Linked DNA regions of Mus musculus: region 1 is linked to region 2. A link is a contact called in public HiChIP or PLAC-seq data. All regions are on one chromosome and are shown on one strand. The core of a region is the stretch at or near the end of the contact, and the rest is flanking DNA. Distances in the headings are between cores, read along the strand shown.

The links. HiChIP or PLAC-seq counts read pairs in DNA pulled down with a chosen protein or histone mark.
Region 1: a contact with region 2 is called in an H3K27ac HiChIP or PLAC-seq map of microglia, with 4 times the contacts expected there. The contact joins two enhancer-like sites. A contact is called at or near these places in 2 of 484 Hi-C or Micro-C datasets (nephron progenitors and uterus) and 2 of 115 datasets of contacts at active chromatin or transcription factors (microglia and neural progenitor cells).

The regions. Positions count from the first base shown.
Region 1 is chr6:95,462,449-95,465,232 of GRCm38.p6, reverse strand. No RefSeq gene overlaps it. Among named protein-coding and RNA genes, the nearest start is that of AY512915, 130 kb to the right of the region's middle. Within about 2 kb of position 1,417, at least 5 of the 459 cell types and tissues checked have an H3K27ac peak or open chromatin away from gene starts, as enhancers often do. A contact at or near this core is called in microglia, where this site is marked.
Region 2 is chr6:95,358,996-95,361,739 of GRCm38.p6, reverse strand. No RefSeq gene overlaps it. Among named protein-coding and RNA genes, the nearest start is that of AY512915, 26 kb to the right of the region's middle. Within about 2 kb of position 1,394, at least 12 of the 459 cell types and tissues checked have an H3K27ac peak or open chromatin away from gene starts, as enhancers often do. A contact at or near this core is called in microglia, where this site is marked.

The DNA of each region.
Region 1 (2,784 bases), core at 168-2,667, 100 kb before region 2:
GTGTGTGTGCTCATGTGTGCACAGTTGTACAAATGCCATAGCACGCAGCATTTGAGGGTCAGAGGCCAACATTTCAGGAGTCTGTTCTCTCCTCCCACTTTGTTTTGAGGCATACTGTCTCCCTTTTGTGTTTCTGCCATTGCATTGTTGCATTGCATACTGATGTTTACACAATTCTGTCTCTCTGCTCCCTCCCTGCTTCTTGTATCTCTACTGGCAATACAGATGCACACAACGGATTCAGCTTGTTATGTGAGTTTCAGGGACTCGCTGAAATGCACATCAAGTTAGTTGCCACACCACAAAATAATAATAATAATAATAATAATAATAATAATAAAATAAAATAAAAATAAAAAGTTCTATGGCAAGCCACCTGAAGCTCAAGAACGTTCCTTATAGCATCCAGCATCCAGAGTTTGTTAGGCACTTGAGTGCTAGTGTGTGGTTTTTAGTGGGCTCAGCTGGGCAGCTGTTCTTGCTGGCCCAGCTTAGCAATGGCTGATGGTTGACCTAGGCTGGCTTTGACTGGTACCCTGGATTACTTATCTCTGCTCCATGTTCCTTATCATTCAGCTGCACGTCCTCACAAACACAGCGGAGAGAATACAAAGCACTTTTAGCCACCTGTTAGTGTCCCAAACATAAAAATCTCATTGGCCAAATCAAGTCACATGACTGCATGCAGCACCAGTTTTCTGTAGGTGCAATCTACCTCTTGATAGGAGCTGTTGCAAATCCCATGGCAAAAGGCCCGAATATAAAAAAGGAAGTGGAGTCCAGCCATTAATGTCATCATGAGAAAGAGTTAAACAGAGATCAAATGACTCTGGATCGGTCTGGAGCAACTAGGATGGTCCATCATTGCCACCATCCAGTATCCCGCTTGAACTCTGGGGCAGCAGTTTGCCTCATTCATCCCCTGAGCCTTGCCCCAGAACACACCCCAGCCCCTCAGCAGCACTGTTTTTCCTTCTTCCGGCTTCCAGCTGCAGTTACAGTGCACATAACCTGCCTCCTAAGGCTCCTGAGTGCTGCGCTCACAATTCATAGCTCCTATTTTCCTTCCCTTACCACTAGACTTGCTATTTAATGTACATTTTGCATTCTTGTGAGAAATTTGAAGTGATTTACACCACACGCACATTAACTAGGCTGTCTCCAGCTCCTCGGAGAGAGCTCTCTATCACAGTCAATGACAGAGGCTCACAGGAAAAAAGTCTAATTTGCCACATGCAGGAGCCACCCAGAACGGCACTAAAAGATCCTCCGGTGAGTTCTTTCTTCTCGGAACAAGGCTGAAAAGGGAACAGTCAGACCTCAGATTGTGACTTTCGCTCTGTTGCCATCTTATTCAGTTTTAAAAGAACATCTTGTGTAGACTTCCTGTTCTGTCTGGGGAAAGCAAATAATGTCTGTCTGTCTGTCTGATTCCTACTGCCTCAGCCAAAGGTCAGCAACCTGAGGAGGCCATGGAGCTGTTGTGTTCACATGAGCTAGAGGGAGGGGGGAGGGGCGGGGGAGGGAGGACAATGGAGAAGGGGGGAGAAGGTTCTCACAGCACACTCCCCAAGAGGGAGGCCTGCTAATGCAGTGGGTATCTTTGTAACCTCAGGAGCTCTGAAGTCTTATATGTCCTAATGTAGGGAAAGAAAAATATTATTATTAAAATCTGACTCTAATTCAAGTGCCCAAAGAAGATGATCTAGCAAGAAACAGGGGAACTCAAATAAGTTGACTAAGCTGTTAAGAGCACTTACTGCTCTTACAGAAGACCCAGACTCAGTTCCCAGGAAGCCCATGGCACTGGCGCCTCACAACTACCTGTACCTCCAGTTCTGGGTCATTTGGTGCCCCTTCTGAGATTCATGGGCACCAGACACACACATGGTGCACATACATACATGACAGCAAAACACTCATACACACAAAATAAAAATAAATAAATCTTAGAGAGAGAGAGAGAATGAAACTGCTACCCAAGACCATGTGGCCCACCAAAGTGTGTCACTGACATATTTTTATGTTAAAGCTGATTTCTATAGGATACTGGTTTTGCTGAAACTGTTCCTAAAAGTTAATGAGTATTATCACAAAAGTAGTTTTTATATTTAAAATGCCTTCTAATGTGATTGAGAAGTGGAAGACATGATAGTTAGCTTCCAGTGACAACTTGAAAAAAATTTAGGTTCACTATGAAAAAGTACAAATAAAAAATTTAAAACTAGAGGAGGCTGTGAAGTGAGCTGAGCAGCCTTCATCTCCCTCTGGTCCTGCCTGTGGTTGCAGTGTGACCAGCTGCCTCGCACTCCTCCTGCCTCCCCTCCTCTTAAAGGCAAGTCAAATAGAGGCAGGCAGAGTGCACAGTAGAACAGCAGGTTAAGTACACCCTCTTACATCATCTCGAAGGGTATTATTTACTTATTGTGGGGTCTGACAAAAGCCCAGTCTTTTGGAAGTCAAGAGATATCTTCACAAAATCGTATCCATTCCAGAGAGTGGGACAATTCTTCCGGGGTTAATTTCTCCAGCACTCAGCAGTGTCATCATCAGTGTCTCTGGTTCCTCGTGGCCCATTATGGATGCCACAGTGCCAACCATCACATCATCAGACAAAATCTGGTTAGAAAGGGACAACTGTGACTCTTCTTGGAATCTCAGGAGACTTTCCTGGGAGAGTCCTGGGGACGTTTCTCCTTTCAATTTGCTCTGTTCATTAATTGGAATATCAGATTAATATGCTTTCATAACGACACTGCATACCTATTGCTGATATTATTATCT
Region 2 (2,744 bases), core at 145-2,644:
CTTTCAAAGCCCTCGTCCCCTTTAAGTTGACCTTCAGTTCCAAATCCCACCAAGAGAACTGAGGGCAGCAGAGGTTTAAATAAAAAATTGGCTAATTACAACTCAACTTCATAACACCTAAGATTTTAAAGTATATTTGCTCTTTTGTAAATTTTTGATTATTTCTTTCATCTTTGAGATTATAAGAAAATGACATCATTTCTGCTTCCCTTTCTTCCTCTGATAATTTATCCAAATCCTCTACTTTATCCCTGAGTCCTACTCTTCTGTCTTCTGCTTGATTCATGTTCCTTGTAAGGTGGTTCTTTGAATTCTCAAGTTGGTTTTTTTTTTTTGGTTTTTGTTTTAGTTCTATCTTCACTTCAGCTTGAGTTCTCTTCAGTGTTTCTACCTCATTATTAAATTCAACATCAAGCTCTAGATTGTCTTTGTCATTTCCATCAGTCTATTGTTTGTGTTTGTTGGACATCACTAGGTGTTAATGTCCTTTGGATTCTTTGATGACATTTATAGTTGTTCTTTTAAATTCTCTGTCCTGGATTCCTTCAGGTAATTCGCACTGGCAGGCATTTCTATGAGACTGGTAGGTTTAGAAAGAGGATACTGGCTTGATCTCATACTGCTGTTCATTTTGCCATGAGATCTGAGCACCTGGACTTCTGTTCCATGTCTCCTGGACAGAGAGGTTAGGGCAGAAGAGAGGATGTTCAAGTAGGTTGGAAATGGCTTTGGACAGATGAAGTCAGGTGGACAGAGAAGACTGGGCTAATGTCTAGAATGTCCCTCCAGATTCAATCCTGGAGTCTGGGGCAGGTGAGCAAGAATGTAGTCCCATAGAATGGGGGAAAGATGTAAAACCACAAATGTGAGTTTTTGCTTCTGGGCCAAGTGGGAGAACAGATGTCGCTCATCGTGAAAGGAAGGAGGTACTGGGCATGCAGTTTCACAGCTGTCAGCAGGCAGTTGTGGAAGGTAGAGAGGAGTGGAGATTTCCATTTCCTGCCCTGGGATTCTTTGGGGCTCTTGATGGGTTTGAATGAAGAGGTGGGGGCAGGAGTTCCCCTAGAAGTCAATTCTTCACATTAAACTGGGAATCATCTCCGTGACAGGACTACTGTGGTATTGGTACTCAAAATCCCTGATATGAGAAATGTAGCTGAAAGTGAAATCACTGATAGACCCTAGTGGCTCCTGCCTGCAATCCCAGGATTTGGGAGATAGAGACAGGAGGGTCAGAAGTTCCAAGGTCATCCTTGGCTACATACCAAGTTTGATGCACAAAACTCTCTCTAAAAATAAACCAATAAAATAAAACAGAGCTCTAATGTCTGAAGTCACTTGGGTCAGTGTTCAAACCCTCCCCTACCACATAGACCCAGTGGGATGGGAACAAATGACTCATAGCTCTGTCCCCAGTCAAATGAGGTAATGCAGTTCCAAGCTTCCTCTACTAAAACACCAAGTCCTCAGCAGCATTTTAAATACAAAACCTGATGTTGTAGATTCAGTTCCCAGTCATATGGCTTCCGAGAGTTTGGCATGCGGGCAAAATCAGGGCTTTGCAAAAGTTTCCGAAACAGAATAATAAGGGGAGCTGCTTAAAATAGAGGTCCGCCAGAGAATCCGGGGCACAAGACTCTCTACTTAAGACAATTAAGGTTTCTCTGCCTTTGTTGAGGAAACTGGGGCATCTCCCTCCACTTCTGTTTGGCATAGTTCGAACATCACGGAAGAAAATAAGCTGTAAAAGAATCAAGCAAAACTTTGCTGACATCGTAAATCTTTTTAAAGCACCCAACTTGGGTTGGACTTCAGCTCCTGTTTAGAGCTGTTTAAAGTGGAATTGGAAACTGAGGCACTTGTCAACTTTCCCCTGATTTTAGTCTACAGAATGCTCAGGGGGTTATTTTTGCTTTTTCTGGAAACTTGGATATGGCTTAGATTTTTCTTTTTTCTTTTCTCTTGCTCTCTTTGTTATGAAAAGGGAAGAATTTTAACAGGGTTCACCTGCCACTGGATCTTAACTTACTGTTAATTCCCCCAACCTGTAGGGTTGTACTTGACTCTAGAGTGTTAGGCATAGGTTCTAAGGACAGTAATTGGGATGCTGGAAATCTGCAGTATCCATCCTATAACTCCTCCACTTGTTTGTTTATCCCTGCCTCTACTCCTTAGGCATCCCCTGTGTACTCAGCTGCCAAGGGTGGTGGTTGTCTTTTTGTTTTGTTTTGTTTTCTCCACCAGAAATTTCCACTTATTTTCTCTTAATTTGCATAACAGCCCTTAGAGTCTTGCTTTACCATTTCTAGCTCTGGGAAAATACAAACCCCCAATCTTAACTCTTACCCTATGTAAGAGTCTCTGGCCATTCTGTTGGCAGAATTTCCTGATTGCAAATCCTTTTCCTATAATATCAGGGCTCCATGGTGTGCTCGCCTCACTAGCCCTTTGGTTAGTTTTTTGACCCCATAACGCAGGAAGTAATACTTTTCAAGAGGGACTGTACAAAACGGACCCGAAATAAGTAATAATTGCCTCATAATTTTTCTTTTGTCTTTGAAAATAAAAAACACTTCAGGAAATTTGAGTTTGAAGGAAAACTGAGCAGAAATGCCCTGCCTACCTCTTTCCACTCAGTCTCTCTTCTCTCCCTGACTGCTGCACTGGAGGCTGGTGAGCCGGACTCACACCACACTACTAACTTGTGTCCTTCTTTTACATTAAGGTTCAGTGCTGTGCAGTTC